Linked DNA regions of Mus musculus: region 1 is linked to region 2. A link is a contact called in public Hi-C data. All regions are on one chromosome and are shown on one strand. Each heading gives the region's core, a stretch centred on a gene start, on an enhancer-like site or on the middle of the called end of the contact. The rest is flanking DNA. Distances are from core to core; before and after follow the strand shown. Region 1 has its middle 49 kb from the start of 1700025H01Rik. Region 2 has its middle 85 kb from the start of Gm46567.

The links. A called contact is a pair of places that touch in the nucleus more often than the background predicts.
Region 1: a Hi-C map of pre-B cells shows a contact between it and region 2, with 2.0 times the contacts expected there. The contact joins two enhancer-like sites. A contact is called at or near these places in 2 of 15 datasets of contacts at CTCF or cohesin (large pre-B cells and pro-B cells), 5 of 484 Hi-C or Micro-C datasets (the C10 cell line, bone marrow-derived macrophages, cerebral cortex and 2 more), 11 of 115 datasets of contacts at active chromatin or transcription factors (embryonic basal ganglia, embryonic forebrain, embryonic hindbrain and 8 more) and 2 of 9 other capture datasets (embryonic stem cells and embryonic trunk).

The regions. Positions count from the first base shown.
Region 1 is chr16:30,139,799-30,147,470 of GRCm38.p6, forward strand. It overlaps the pseudogene Gm6029. Among named protein-coding and RNA genes, the nearest start is that of 1700025H01Rik, 49 kb to the right of the region's middle. Within about 2 kb of position 5,758, at least 66 of the 459 cell types and tissues checked have an H3K27ac peak or open chromatin away from gene starts, as enhancers often do. A contact at or near this core is called in pre-B cells and pro-B cells, where this site is marked.
Region 2 is chr16:29,725,191-29,732,499 of GRCm38.p6, forward strand. No RefSeq gene overlaps it. Among named protein-coding and RNA genes, the nearest start is that of Gm46567, 85 kb to the right of the region's middle. Within about 2 kb of position 2,476, at least 24 of the 459 cell types and tissues checked have an H3K27ac peak or open chromatin away from gene starts, as enhancers often do. A contact at or near this core is called in pre-B cells and pro-B cells, where this site is marked.

The DNA of each region.
Region 1 (7,672 bases), core at 4,508-7,007, 420 kb after region 2:
TGGAGACGCCCCAACTGCTGGCGAAGATGCATGAACAGGGTCAATCAGCTGTACATTTGGGAAAATAAAACTTTATTGAATCAAAAAAAATAATTTTATGGCTGGGGCAACCACAACATGAGAAATTGTATTGAAGGGACAACAATAGGAAGGTTGAGAACCACTGGCCTACAGTGCTCAACTGCTTTTCTAGTCCGAAACTCCAAAGCCTTCTGAATCTCTCAAAAAAAAACAAACAAACATGGCCAAGTCTATCGTAGAAAATGCCCACTCCCTGGTACAAATCTCAATATTAATTACTTTTCTGTTTCTGTGATATGACACCATGACCAAAGCAACTAATAGAATGAAGGGTTTCTTTGGCTTATGGTTCCAGAGTACCAATGATGGAGGAGTGAGGGTAGCAGGCAGTAGGCATCAAGTAGTTGAAGCATCAGCTAAAAGCTCACATCTCAAACCACAGCAGAAAGCAGAGAAAGCACACTGGAAATAGCACATGGCTTTTGAAGCATCAAAGCCCACCCCCAGTGACATATTTCCTTCAGTAAGGCCATGCTTACTAAGCCTACCCAAACTATCACAAACTAGGACTCAGTATTCAAGAATATGGAGTATTTGCCATTCAGAAGACCACAAAGGTCAACCTGCCCTGGTGGGGCAGACAGACAGATAAACCTAGATCTGACCCCTAATTTTTCCACCAACCAATTCTATGACTTTGAGCTACTCAGTCTTTCTAGGACAGAGTTAGCCAGAGTCAGGCTGACGCCATGACAGGCTACTAATTGACAGTTTGGGAAATGAGGCCTAAGTTTCTGTTTTTCAGAACTGGAAAAGTCCAAAACAAGTCAATTCCAGGAAAAACACCCCTCACGGGCAGTCAATCAGGAGTTCTAGAAGCTATCCCACCACCTAGCCTGAGCCAACCTCATGGGCAGCCAACCAGGAGCTGTAGAAGCTATCCCAAAAAGCTTGAGCCAAGTATAGTTAAACCAACAAAAGTCTCTCAAATCCCCAGAGCCTGAACCAATCATAAAGGCACCCATACTCATGTAGATAGAGCCAACTAATCAAGGAAAGAAAGGGAAAAGGGACCCACTCCTGCCCTAACAGGCTTTAAATTGACCCTGCTAAGTCCACACCTCTGACTTCCATCCCGATGTATGGTAGACCCCTGCACGCAAGTTCTCAGAATAAACACTCTTTGCTGTTGTATACTATTTGAGTCTGGCGTATCATTCTTCGAGAATCTTGAATCCTTACACTGTCAGACAGGGATAATAGTATACATCCTGAAAGAATTAATCACCATCCATCATGAACAGCCCCCAGCCTGCTGAATAGCTGACACTAGAAAATGTCAGCTTTCTTCTTCTCAGGACTTGGTTCTTCCAATGGGTAATTACATCTTGAGAAGCATTCAGATGTAGTAGCGGCCAGTGGGTGTCAAATCAGATTGCAGCTCCAGTCCGTTAATGATGCTCTTTCCGTTGGAAAGGTTGAGGTTGGCATGGAGAGGGTGTGCTCAGAACACCCTCCTCTTTCTCATGATCTCCTTTCCTGCCACCTGCCCCATTGTTACCAGTCAGAGAGTCCCGGACCGTAGGAACCACCGTGTTCTTATCGTCCTTATCGTGGATAAGGACAAGGACAGAAATAACCAAGGAGCCTCCACTACCGATCCCATGACAATGGACATGAGAAGATCCAGATCAAAGGCAAGGTACCAGGAGTCTCAGAAATACATTTCAGAATCAATCCATCACTCTGCCACTCACTTCCTCCTTCTCACCTTCCCCATGCTGGGTGTAATAAATCTGCAGTTGTATACATGCTAGATACCCTCCAATCGAATGCTAGGTACCCTCCAATCGAATGCTAGGTACCCTCCAATCGAATGCTAGGTATCCTCAATCAAATGCTAGGTACTCTCCAATCGAATGCTAGGTACCCTCCAATCGAATGCTAGGTACCCTCCAATCAAATGCTAGGTACCCTCCAATCAAATGCTAGGTACCCTCCAATCAAATGCTAGGTACCCTCCAATCATCAAATGCTAGGTACCCTCCAATCGAACCAGGACCAACCCCACTTAGCTTCCAAGATCATATAAGACCAGGCACTTTCAGGGTAGTATGGCCAAAGACGAGGTATACGCTCTACCACTAAGCTACACCCCAGCCCCAACCTCTAATTGGAAACACATCACTGCAGTCTGATAGAAGTAAATTTAAATTGGAAGTGTTTATGAGCAGCAATTCGCCTTGTAACTCCTTGGGTCCAATTTCAGGTCCAAAGGGACAAAAATCTTTCTGATCCTTTAAAATCTTCTCCTTGGCTTTGGGACACGGAGCACCGGATGCCAGAGAGACTGTGACTAGCTCACTTTCGGTAGCAGGGAATTAGTTTGCTGCAGGACCTCTGCTTCCTCTGCTGTGCCAGCTTTCCTGCTCTGGTGCCAGCTGCTCACTAGCTTTCTCTGGTAGATCACTTGGATTTATTCAGTGGCTTTTGCCAGCACTCCTCATATTACCCAGTGTGCGTTCACAGCTGGTAACAGTCCACCTTGGAGCCCTTACTCAAAACTTGAAACCTTTCCTCTAGAGCAAGAATTCATTAGCTTCTGTTTCTGTTATCGCTGGAGAGTAGTGGGCACTGGGGTGATGGGGTCCACCCCGACCCATTATCCAACAATGCCAAAGGGCAAGTAGAGACCTTCAGACAAGGACCAGGCAGAAGCAATGGAAACCAGAACTCTGTAAAGGAGAAAAGACCTCAGGCAGAGCTCCAGTGACATCACTAGATTCTCCAAAGCTGAAACAGGATGTCAGAGCTTATACAACATCTCAGATAGAATGAGCTTACTTTGAGCAATGGAGATTGGGGGGTGGGGGGGCTGAAAGGAAAAATGCTCCAATCAAAGTCACTCAGCTTTGCAGAAGCAGGGCCAGCACCGACTCCCAGTGCATGTTTCTTACTGGATCAGGCGGTGTCTTAGTTAGGGTTTCTATTGCTGTGAAGAGACACTGTGACCACAGCAACTCCTATAAAGACAATCATTTAACTGGGGCTGGCCTACATTTCAGTTTAGTCCATTGTGGACTAAATGATGGGAAACAAGGTGGCATGCAGATAGACATGGTGCGGGAGAAGGAGCTGAGAATTCTGTGTCTTGGTCCACAGGCAGCCACAAAAGAATTGCCACACCGGGCGTGGCTTGAGCATCTGAGACCTTCAAGCCCACCCCTAGTGACCATTTCCTTCAACAAGGCCACACCAATTCCAATAAGGCCACGCCCCCTAGTCCTGTCAAGTAGCACTACTACTCCCTGATGACCAGGTATTCAAATATATGAGCCTAAGAGGGCCATTTCTATTTAAACCACACCAGTGGGCTACTCAGAAACCCCAGGCACATTCAGTGTGGGTGGTCTGGGCGACTCTCCTGCTCTCCTACCCACTCTCTCAGGGAGATACACCAGAATGAATGAGTCAACAGCTGGGGTGATATGGACTCATGCCTGGAGGTACCTGTCCCCAGCAAATGCTATCCAAATCAGCTTCAGACGGAGCGGTAATGGCCCAGCCCCAGTGGTCCCAGAGAAGACATATGCATATCCCTATGTAAATGGGACATTCTGCCATCAACTTTAGATTCTTCTCCATTGTCTAGTCAGAGGGGACAGCAACTCCTGGTTTTCAGTAACTCTCTAGTGCTTTCATTTCCCCCCTTGTGCAAACTTTTGTCAACTTGACACAAACTAGAGTCACCTGGCAAGAGAAAATCTCAATGGAGAAGTTGCTTTGTGGTGGTTTGAATGAGGGTGATCCCTATAGGTTTATATGGTTGCAGACTTGCTAGAAGGTGTGGCCTTGTTGGAGGAGGTGTGTCACTGGAGGTGGGCTTTGAGGTTTCCAAAGACCCCTGCATTCCTACTGTGCCCTCTGCCTCCTGCTTGCAGTTTGAGATGTGAGCTCTCAACTGTCCCTGTCACCATGCCTTCCCTCTGCCATCTCAGACTATAGCCCTCTGGAACCATAAACCCAATAAAAGACTTTCCTTTATAAGTCATGGTGTTTGATCACCCAGCAACTGGAAAGTGCCTAATACATGCCTCCTCGTCAGAATGGCCTGTGGGCACTTCCTTGATTGATTGATGATGTGGGAGGAGCCAGGCCACCATGGGCAGTGGCACCCCTGGGTATGTGGTCCTGAGCTGTCTAATAAAGCAGGCTCAGCAAGCCATGGAAAGCAAGTAAGCAGCAAGCCAGCCAGTAAGCAGCAATTCTGCAATGCCTGCTTCAGTTCTTGTCTACAAGTTCTTGCTTGAGTTTCTGTTCCTAGATCTCTCAGTGATAGACTGTGACATGGAAGTGTGATAAACCCTTTCTTTTCCAAGCCGGTTTTAGTCAGTACTTTTTCACACCAACAGGAAGTAACTCATATACCGTTTGTGCGCTCAGACTTCATCCCTTGACTATTATTCACCCTTTCCATGTATAGGTGGTGATTTCTCCACTGCCATCTACACCCCTCAATCATGTCCCTGCCACCTTACTATACCAGCTTGGCCACTGTCACCAGCACCCCTCCATGTCACCTGTACCCCTCCTCTGTCACCAGCACCCCTCCTCTGTCACCAGCACCCCTCCTCTGTCACCAGCACCCCTCCTCTGTCACCTGTACCCCTCCTCTGTCACCAGCACCCCTCCTCTGTCACCAGCACCCCTCCTCTGTCATCTGCATCCCTCCTCTGTCACCAGCACCCCTCCTCTGTCACCTGCACCCCTCCTCTGTCACCTGCACCCCTCCTCTGTCACCAGCACCCCTCCTCTGTCACCTGCACCCCTCCTCTGTCACCTGCACCCCTCCATCCTTCCCCTTCTTCTCCCCTCCACTAGACCCGCTCCCACTTCTCCACAAACACCTCCCCGTTCTTATTCCACCTGCTGTCTCCTCCACACCCCACCATCCCCACCACCCTTAACTCCATTTCCTCCTCTGCAACACCCCAGATCTCTGTCACCTCCTCTTCCACTACCTAGCTCCATAGGCCACCGGCCACAGAAATGACACACCACCTTATTTGTCAGCTTGAAACAGGCCTTCATACCAGAGAGGCCTGGAGGACTACAGCACTTTCAAAATCAAACAGTTCCCAAATATTTGAATCTGCAGCTATTTAATGAGACTGGTCACAACTTTGAAAGACACCAGTTAACGCCCCTCGTCCCTCCTTAGTTTTGAAACTGCTTATCTAATCTCTCCACCCCTCCACTCCCAACCCAGACTGTAGATACTCCCAAATGAAGCAAACAATGGTGGCCTTGTTGCCCAAAGCTGATATTAATAGACGATTCCTTTTTATTTCAGCCTGGAAACACTGGCGGCAAACCAACCTTAGGAGGGACTGACTGTAGCGAAAGTCTAAAAAAAAAAAAAAAAAAAACGCGACAAAGGAAAAAAAAATCCAACCCAGCTTTGATCAGAAGGGTCTGAAGATGGATGGTGGTCATTTCACAGGTCTCTGGGTGGAGGTTCATGTCATTTTGAAAAAAAAAAAAAAAAGAAATTGGGTTAACAGGAAAAAAAAAAGAGAGAGAAAGAGAAAAGAAAAGAACCCGAGACAGACGCATTTTCTGATGGAACGGGGCCACCGCGCCACGAGGATCAAAGCTGTGCCACGCAGAGGCGCATGAAGGATTACTCACTTTCTATTTTTTTTTTCACGCCTGCAGCACACATGGGGATCTAATTGGTCCTGGTCAGGATGGGAAGTACAGACAGGCAGCCCCAGCGAGAGAAAGCGGGCAAGCGAGTGCGGAGCCCAGGGGAGTCAGGGCTTTCTGCAGCTGCAAACCACCAGAGGCGGCTCACAACCACGTGCGGCCTTAATTGCTCTCCTGTGTGTTTCCTCAGCCCAAGACCACTAGTGTCTACTTGCAAGCCTTTCTGATCTCAGAGGTGATGAGTTTGGCGGCTGTCAGGCGTGCTGGGGCGTGGGGAAGGTGGGGCAGTGAGTCTCAGGGGAGGAAGGCTCACACTGCTCAGGGAGGGGCTGCTAGGCTGGGTGACAGAACCCATCCTGTTACCAGCTGTGGCCTAACCTTACATTTGTTCCTATTCCTGGGGGGGGGGGGGGGGGGGGTCAGTATAATGCCCAGGTCCCTTTTCAGGGGTAAAGGTTGTTGTCTGAGTTCTAACCCACAACAGAAGGGTTATATCGGACCAAAGGCAGTAAGCCAAACCTAAAGTACAGAAGCCCACCTGCACAGCCAGCCACGGCAACCAACCACTCTGGCTCGTTGTTTCCTTACCTTACAATGGGGTAGGTTGGGGCTGGGAAGATGGCTCAGTGGGTATGAGTACATGGCTCTATAAGCAGGAAGGACCAGTGTTCAAGTTCCCATTGCTGCATCAAAAGCCAAGCATGGGCTACACATACCTTTAACCCCAGCACTGGGAAACTCTTGAGAGCTCACTGGCTGGGCTAGGCAGCCTAGGCAAAAAGATGAGCTTCCCATTCAGTGAGAGACCTTGCCTCAATGCAGTGAGGCAGAAGCAATAGAGGAAGACATCTGGCATCCCTCTGTAGCCTCCGTGTGTGTGTGTGTGTGTGTGTGTGTGTGTGTGTGTGTGTGTGTGTGTGTACAGGCATGCACACCCACCCACAATGTATATACACAACACACACAACACACATCACACACATACACATAAATAAATAACAACAATAATAACAATAATAAATAAATAAATAAATAAAACTCACTGTCACTGGGAGGATAAAAGACCACTCTGCTTCTAATGTAACCACAGGCAGCCTTGCCCTGTGATCTAAGTTGGGTCTGACTTCTCCTTGTCTCTTCTCTACCTCCTCCCTGGGGAAAATTTTCCCAATCACACAGATCTGCAACATAGCAGACCCCATCCTGTAGCAGACCCCATAGCAGACCCCAGAGGCCTACCCTCACCCAACTCCCTTGTCTCTCATTTCCTGCTCCCATGTCCTCTCTCTCCCTTGTCAGCCTCTGTTCTATACCCCTACATATGCCACGTTTGTGTGTGTGTGTGTATGTGTGTGTGTGTGTGTGTGTGTGTGCACATCCGTCTCAACAGCCAGTTAAAGCTATGCATGCAGCAGTATAAAAAGCTATATAAAGTATATAGCTATGCCCGGCCTGCATTGACTCCTCACTGAGCACTCTGAGGGGCTCCCTTCCCTGCAGGTCCCTCAGCTCTGTTCTCTCCTGACCCTCACTCTGTCTGTTCCTGCTGTCCCCTTGACCAGGAGCGGCTTCATCGTTGTTGTTGTGGCTATTATCATTATTATTATTATTATTATTATTAGTCCGTTTCATCCTTCAAGACACAGCCAAGTCAAGAGCTCTTCTAAGTGACCTCCCCTAGTGGGGGCAGCAGCCCCTGCCACATATACATATCTACCTCTTTAGGGTTCCTTCTTTACTACCCTGGGATGGAAGCATTTGCTTGCCCACCTCTCTCCATGTGAAGGAAGTTTGAGGGATGAAAAATGTGTTTTGTCTCTGTACACACACACACACACACACACACACACACACACACACACACACAGAGCACATTTAGCACAGTGCCTGAACTATGCAGGCACCCACAAAGTGCATCTTGAATGAATTTATGGCTCGCAGT
Region 2 (7,309 bases), core at 1,226-3,725:
ATTAATGGTTGATCATCTATCCTTTTATGATTCTTGACCCCAGAAGGAAAATTTATTAGTACTTTTAGGTTTTGCACAGTCGTGCTAAATGAGGCGTGTAATGCCCTAATTTAGTGCCTTGTTAGCATAAGCAGGGCCTCCCCAGCCTGCTCAGTCCCCACCAGAAGGCTTTCTCCAGAGCTGTGGGGCACTTACCTAGGCCAGGCACACGTTATTTGGCTCCAGTACCTGAGGAGCCACACACAGCCAAGATGGAAGCTTGCCCCATTCAGCCTGAGGTGGGGAGCAGGGGCTCTGCCATTCATTTCATAACAACATTTAAAGTTCCGAACCTGCAAGCCACTTCACCTCAATCTCCCCCCAACTCCCAGTTCTCAGGGGGCTCCCACTGTACTGCCTGTTCTTGATGTCTCCCCTTAAAAACCAAGATTTGAACCCTCTTCAAATCTCTGGGAAGAAAATGGATAGTTGGTGCCCTGGTTGACTCTGGCTGTATTGAATGCATCAAGGCATCCAGCCCAGACTTTTATCTAGTGCAGATGCCAGCTCAGGAAATGCCCAGTGTTGGCTGCGTAGAGGAGTGACAGCCTGCCAAGCGTGCCTCCAAGCAATGTAATTCAGGGTCCCGGGTTGAAGGGAGGCAGTGGACTGTAGAGAAGCCTGCTGGGCAGGTAGCCACCAACACTGCAGCGCTCACTTTGCCACCCACCAGCTCACCTTTGGAATTGCAGAAAGCCCCTTGCCCTTTACAGACTTCTGTCTTCCCATCTGTCAGAGGCACTGTAAACTTTATTATGTAGGTAGGGTCCCTTCAGGTTTGGCATCCCATCCTTCAGCTGATGCGTCAGGAGTGAGGGGCAAGCTGGGTAGTTCGGTCATTGCAAGGGCCAGCACCAGCAGTCTGCAGAGGGTGAGCATCCTTTGGCAAGTCTAAACGTAGAAACACCATCCGGAGACATTAAAATAAAAAGCATGAAAACAGGGTATTTCTGAAATCATGAGGGCTCGGTGAAATGAAATACAGTATGTGTATATGTTAGGATTATAGGAGCATATTAATAATTGCAGAGTAGCCTATTGTAGGCGTGGAGAGGGGTTCATGGTACCGTATGTGCAAGAGTTCAGGGTCTCTAAGCAAGAGCTCTCATACGATAGTTTTGTAAAAATAAGCCAAAGAAAACACGTTCAAGTAAAGATATTGGGAACCTACGGGGTTTTTGGATAGTAAGAGTCAAGGCACTTTTTTTCCTTCATTAAAGTTTTTGATTTTTCCAATATTTAGTTATAATGACTGTCTATCCCTCAGAGAACCAGAAAAAAAAATACACAAAATTTTTCTAAGAAGTAAAACCTTCATCCAAATAAATGTATTTTTTTTTCATGTCTCATTTCCTCCACATGTGAATTGACAACTCTCAATAACCTCGAAAGGTCACAGTGGCTGGAAGTTCTTAATATAATCATCTATTTGTTATTGATGCTCAGTAAGACCGCTGGATGACCAGGACTCTCTGGCATCCACACAACTGTGAAGGACTTAACTGTGCTGTGGATGAAGGTCGCTCTCTGGGAAGGTCTTTGCTGGAAGCACTCTGCTTGCTGGCTGTAGTCTCAGTCAGATGGGAAGATCTGAAAGTGTCCTTTAACAAGGACATCATGCAGATGAGAAAGGAACTCACTATGACCTGAGCTCTGATCACACAGAGTCTCTGTACCTGCTGTCACCTATGCACCCAAGTTTCAAGGACTCCTGAGCAATGGGGACCTGGCAGGTTGTGTCTTGTTTCCTGGGGCTCTCCAGGTGTGACCTGCCTAGATGCCTTTCTTCTCAGTGTTAGTCTTAGGCTCCAGAGTGAGTCCTTTCCAGAGACAGATGGGCACCGAGTCTGCATCCCCACAATGGGTGTGATCAGGACCTAGAGTGGCCACAGCTATCCTGCCTCTGGAACACCGGGGCTTTGTGTCTAAGTACACTGACAGTGAAACGTTTGTCTCTCAATGGTATGTTGTTCATTTGGGTTCACTGGCCTTTGGGAAGGACAGTCAAGACTGCAGAAACCAAAATACTGGATTATACAGTAGAACTCACAAGTCATTTGGGACTTCACTCGTACCCATGTTCCCTAAGAAATTCCTCTCCACTGGAAACTACGCTGGGTCTCTGAGTGCATGGGTGGGAGGTGAAGAAGGGCAGGATGTTGTAGGTGCTACACTTGCCCTCTGGCGCTCAGAACCCTAGAGAGGGGAACCATCAATGGGCACAAACAGGTGCAAACTGCAGCAGCCCGCAAAGCTCAGAAAAGGCATAAGCCAAATAAACCCCAGGAGACCCAGAGGGGATTCTGTTGAGTTTAGAACGGGACTATTTCTAGACACTTCCGGGAAAAGGTGCCATTTGAGGAAGGCCTCTACAACAAAAGTAACTATTGGAGCACACAGGTAGAGGAATCAACATTTGAGGTTAGGAAGCAGGAAGTGACAGTTGGATTGGCATCCACTCAGGCATGGGGCTGGTGTGGTTAGAGACAAGGACAAGGCATAGCTTAGCGCGCATGTGAGAAAGCAGTCGATGCAGTCACAAGGAGCTTAAAGCCCCAGAGAGTTGTTCTGGTGAGTTTCTGGGATGAGCTTGCAGAAGGAAGACTGGCTTGCTGCTCCACCTGAGAGGGAGAAGACAAAAGAAGCCTGTCATTTCAGAGAGAAGAAATGGACAGAAGCAGTAGGGAGATTCTGATCCCTGCGTTGCTTCTGAGATGGAGCCCCACTTGAGTCCTCTCTCCACTTTGTGCTGCACCCCCCCTGGGTAGTCACCCTCGGCCGGCATCCAAGCTGGGGGTTTTGGCAATGTTTGCAGGAAGCCTGGGAAAGTTTTCAGTGCCTGTGAGCCCTCAGAGACAGGTGGAGGGCTAGTGTCCTCCCACCACCTTCTAGGAGAGACTTTGCTCCCACAGTAGAGCCCTAGCCTCAGGGTGGTTCCTGGTCTGGGCTGTGAAGCCACATCTTTGGACTAAGGGATGCCTCAGGAAACCAATAAGTTTCTCAAGATTTATGACGCAGGAAATGCTTTTTGGGAGAGAAAAATAGAAAAGGTGAGGTAAAGATGGGGCAGGGCTGGGCTGGGCTGGGCTGGGCTGGGCTGGGCTGGGCTGGGCAGGGCAGGGCAGGGCAGGGCAGGACAGGGCAGAAGCCCCAGTAGCCTCCTGGTGCATGTGCTGGGTTGTACTGGTGGAGGAGACTGGTTACCAGAACTCATGGTGGAAAAAAACTCTTAACAAGGATGTAGACATATTTCCTCTTGTATTTTTTCTTTTTTTAATTAAACTTTTGGTTCCTTCTCTGCAAAACAGAAAAGATGAACTCATCAACTCACAAGATCTTTATCCCCAGGTGCCCTAACTCCTCAGGGAACCTGTTGTTTTCAGGATGGGCTTTGAGTATGTTGCCGGCCTTACTTTCCCCTCGTGAAAACTCCAATTACTGAGATCCATATATCTCATGCCTGGGCTGGATATTAATGATGAGTGGATATCCGGAAACTTCCTTTGGAGGGATACAGCTCAGCTGGATTTTCTTATTTACTGTCTTCACTCTGGAGCGAAGCCACATCATCCCAATGCACGTCCCAGCACACACAGCTCAGCATGTGGTCAGTCCTCATGTATAAATCTACAGACACACAAGTCCCAGTGCTCACGCACACCCACATGAACATGCACATGCACATGCACACACCCTCTATCTCAGTTCTCTTTCTGCTAATCAGTGAATCCTCTCTAGTATGAGAGATCTGACAGACTTAGCCCTGTTTTGGATGAATTCCTGGCCATCTTTGGCGTCCCTTTCTGCCAGTCTCTGCCAGCAGGTGGCGCTCACAGCTCTCAGACAACACAATGGGCACCTAGGTTCTGAACTTCTGGCCTTCCCCCCCCCCCCCCACCTTTGGAATGGCATAATTTGGGAGTCATCTATGGGACGACTGCCAAGGTCTTAAATTTTCTACGTGGGGTTTGGATAATTTTCTCCAGACGGCTTGGAGAACTGGACTGGATGGGAGGAAAAGGGGCAGTGGTGGGGGTGGGGTTGGGCTGAGCCTCAGGGTGGGTCTGGTCAGGGCCAGGACAGCTTCAACTCTGGCAGCCAGAAAGCCCCACATTGAGGGGTGTCTGAGGCGAGGGTGGATCACACCCTGTGTGGGGGGGGAATGCTTTCGCTGGTATGAAGACAAACAAACAAAGCCAAGAGCTCCCAAATCCTGCCTGTCCCTATCACTCATCTGACAAAAATGTTAACCCATGGCAACCTCGGCTGCTGCTCAGCACCATCCCGGATTTTATGATTTGTGAATTATTAGTCGTTCAGATCCTTTTTTAGAAATAACTTTTTATCCTGAAAAATTCTAAGCAGATACAAGAGTATAAAGAATGATATAACAACCCACTTACGGGCTCACCAGCTCAGTAATTATGGTAATCAGTCTACCCCTCAGCCTTCTCTGGAATGTTTTATGGCAAATTCCCGACATCATGTCATCCCATCATCCCACACCAAACCACCTACGACTGTGCCCCCTCCCCACCCCCCGTGTGGTATTAAAGAGACCTTCACACCAGCCAACAAAGACTGTTTTTTCTTTACCATAACCATTGTCTAAAACCCATGGGGACTTTCTTAGTGTCATCCAGCCCCTCTGTTGCACACCGAGCCCTTCTGACATCTTCCACTGTCCCAGTGCAAAAGCGCATTTCACCACCCACATCCACCCCATCCCTGCTTGTCAGTGGCTACCTCCTGAGTGAGCATGGACTAGAAATCAGTTAACATGGAGTCCCCATGGGCCTAGAATACCACCCAAAGAGTCCCATGAAGGACTGTCATGCCCAGAAGACACTTTACTGATCATCCTGATTGTCGTCGCGGGTCTGGAAGTGTGACTTAAAAGACCTGTCCTTTCTCAGAAATAGATAAGAGTCTGATGCAGACAGACTGCATCTGCATGCCTCCTGGCTCGGGAGCTGCAGCCATAGGCAGGGAATGCAAACAATGTGGCCGTGCCAGTCCCAGAGAGGTCTGGGAATGCCTTCCTAATTGAGCTGCAGTCTGCCTGCAAGGGAGACAGGGACAGAGAGCAGTGAGGGCTGGAAGGGCCAAGAGGGAGGATGTCTGACACCTGTCTGAGTGCTTTGAACCCTGGTGAGCTTTGAGACCCCCAGGAGGCACCACCTCTGGTGGCCAGAGGAGAGAGGGGTAGGGATCTGTCCCTAAAGGGGTCAATCCCTGAGATGGTTTCTTCACTGGGGCTCGCGTTTGTTTTCATCCACGGGACCACCTTGAACCAATATACTTGCTGTGACAGGAAATGTGCATAGGAGAAGCTTGGGAAGTTCTGCAGTGTTTGCTGAGTGCTAGACGCCCCCACCCCACCGCAATCATGGGTGGTAAGGAGACTTATGTCTTTAACACGTAGGGCACACACACACATTCTACTTGGGCTTTCCTACTGTGCCTTCTGTGTTCCATAGCTGGTCTCTGGCTCTTCAGGCTCTTCAGGACTCCACAGGAACACATTTGATGCCTTCAGTGCTTTCTGACAAGCCCATCGTGACAGGTTCTGTGATACCCTCTGGTTGGTCCAAGACTGGAATCTATCAGCGTTTTCGATTGCTTTGCCTGAGGAGCATCCCATGCCAGCAGGCACCTGTGCACTTCAGCTTGTACTTGAAGAGGTAACACAAAGTTGTGACCCCTAGATCTGTACCACCCTTGGCTCCTGGGAGGGCTTTGGGTAGCAGGAGATGACCAGGCTGAGATCAAAGAATCAGAACCACCAGCTGTGTTGCTGACCTGCTTTTGAGATGATCCCCTCATGTCACAGCTAATATTCTCCAGCGCCTCGGAACCACTGACCCAGACATTACATTATAGTATTCTGTTTTTTATTACATTTGTAACTAAATTGTATTTATTATGTGTTTATTACAATGAAGGTAGATGAAGGGTATAAAGCAGGAACTTTTTTTCCAACCCCTTACCACCTTGTCCCAATAATGTACTGCTTACGGTACACTATGGAAGTGTGCTTTTCTGGGAACCCAGGGATATGTCTGTGTGTTGCCAGTCCCTCTCTCCTCTTCACAAATGTCAAAGCACTATGTCTTTACACACGCACATGCACACGCACACACACACACACCCATACCTTCAAGTTCATGGCAGGTTTAAATTTACCCCCTTCTTCACCATAAAGCCAAATAGAATAGTCTGAGCTAGAACCCCGTACTGTACACTCAGTATAAATGGAAACTTTGGGACAATTCTTATTAATAGTTAGTAAACCAATAATCATCACACATATGTTGAGAGATGGCTGCAAACCTATTCTTGATGGCTTTTCTCATGTATGTGTTCTAGGAAGTGAGGAGACCACCCACTGTTTGGGGTCGGTCGTATAGAACTCTCCCTTGGTAAAGAAAATAATGATCCAGGGGTAGAAACGAGTCATGCAAATTAATTGCTACCCATTTCAGCTACTCTGATATTGTGACTTGGAGACTTTAGAGTTGAACCTGGGGGAAAGCAAGGGCATGGCTGAATTTCCTCAGTGGTAATTTTAGTATCCACAGTCACGCTGGGAAGGCCCTATCAAAACGACACAGTCTCCGGGCAGTGGTGGCACACACCTTTAAACCCAGCACTTGGGAGGCAGGCAGATTTCTGAGTTCGAGGCCAGCCCCGTCTACAGAGTGAGTTCCAGGACAGCCAGGGCTACACAGAGAAACCCTGTCTCAAAAAAAACAAAAAACAAAACAAAACAACAACAACAACAAAGACACAGTCGTGAGCCTTGTCCCTCACTCCATCATGAAATGAAGATGGGACACACACCAGATTTTCTTTTTTCTTTCAGCTCCATTGGCTCAGAAGCAGTGCTAATGTAACCAGAGTTTAGGTTCTCAGGTGCTCCAAGGTATTAAATACTTAGCATTAAGTAGCATAAAAATAAATAGAAAAATGGTCAACCTGCAAAGTGCTAAACGTGATACTCTGTCTTTGCCTAAGTATATTATGAGAAATGAAAACAAACAAACAAACAAACCTGTCCTCTGAGGGAGGGGTTGTCTGTGGAGGCCAGGAGCCTAGGACCTTCCATGATATATGTTTAAGCACCAAATTAGAAAAGAAAAGAGAAGAAAAGAAAAGAAAAGAAAAGACCTCAAACATACATAGCTTCAATAACTCCATGATAAATGGTTCTTAATAAATTGGAGCTGGTTATTTCTGTCCCTAGTCTTGTCAAAGAAGAGGACTCTAC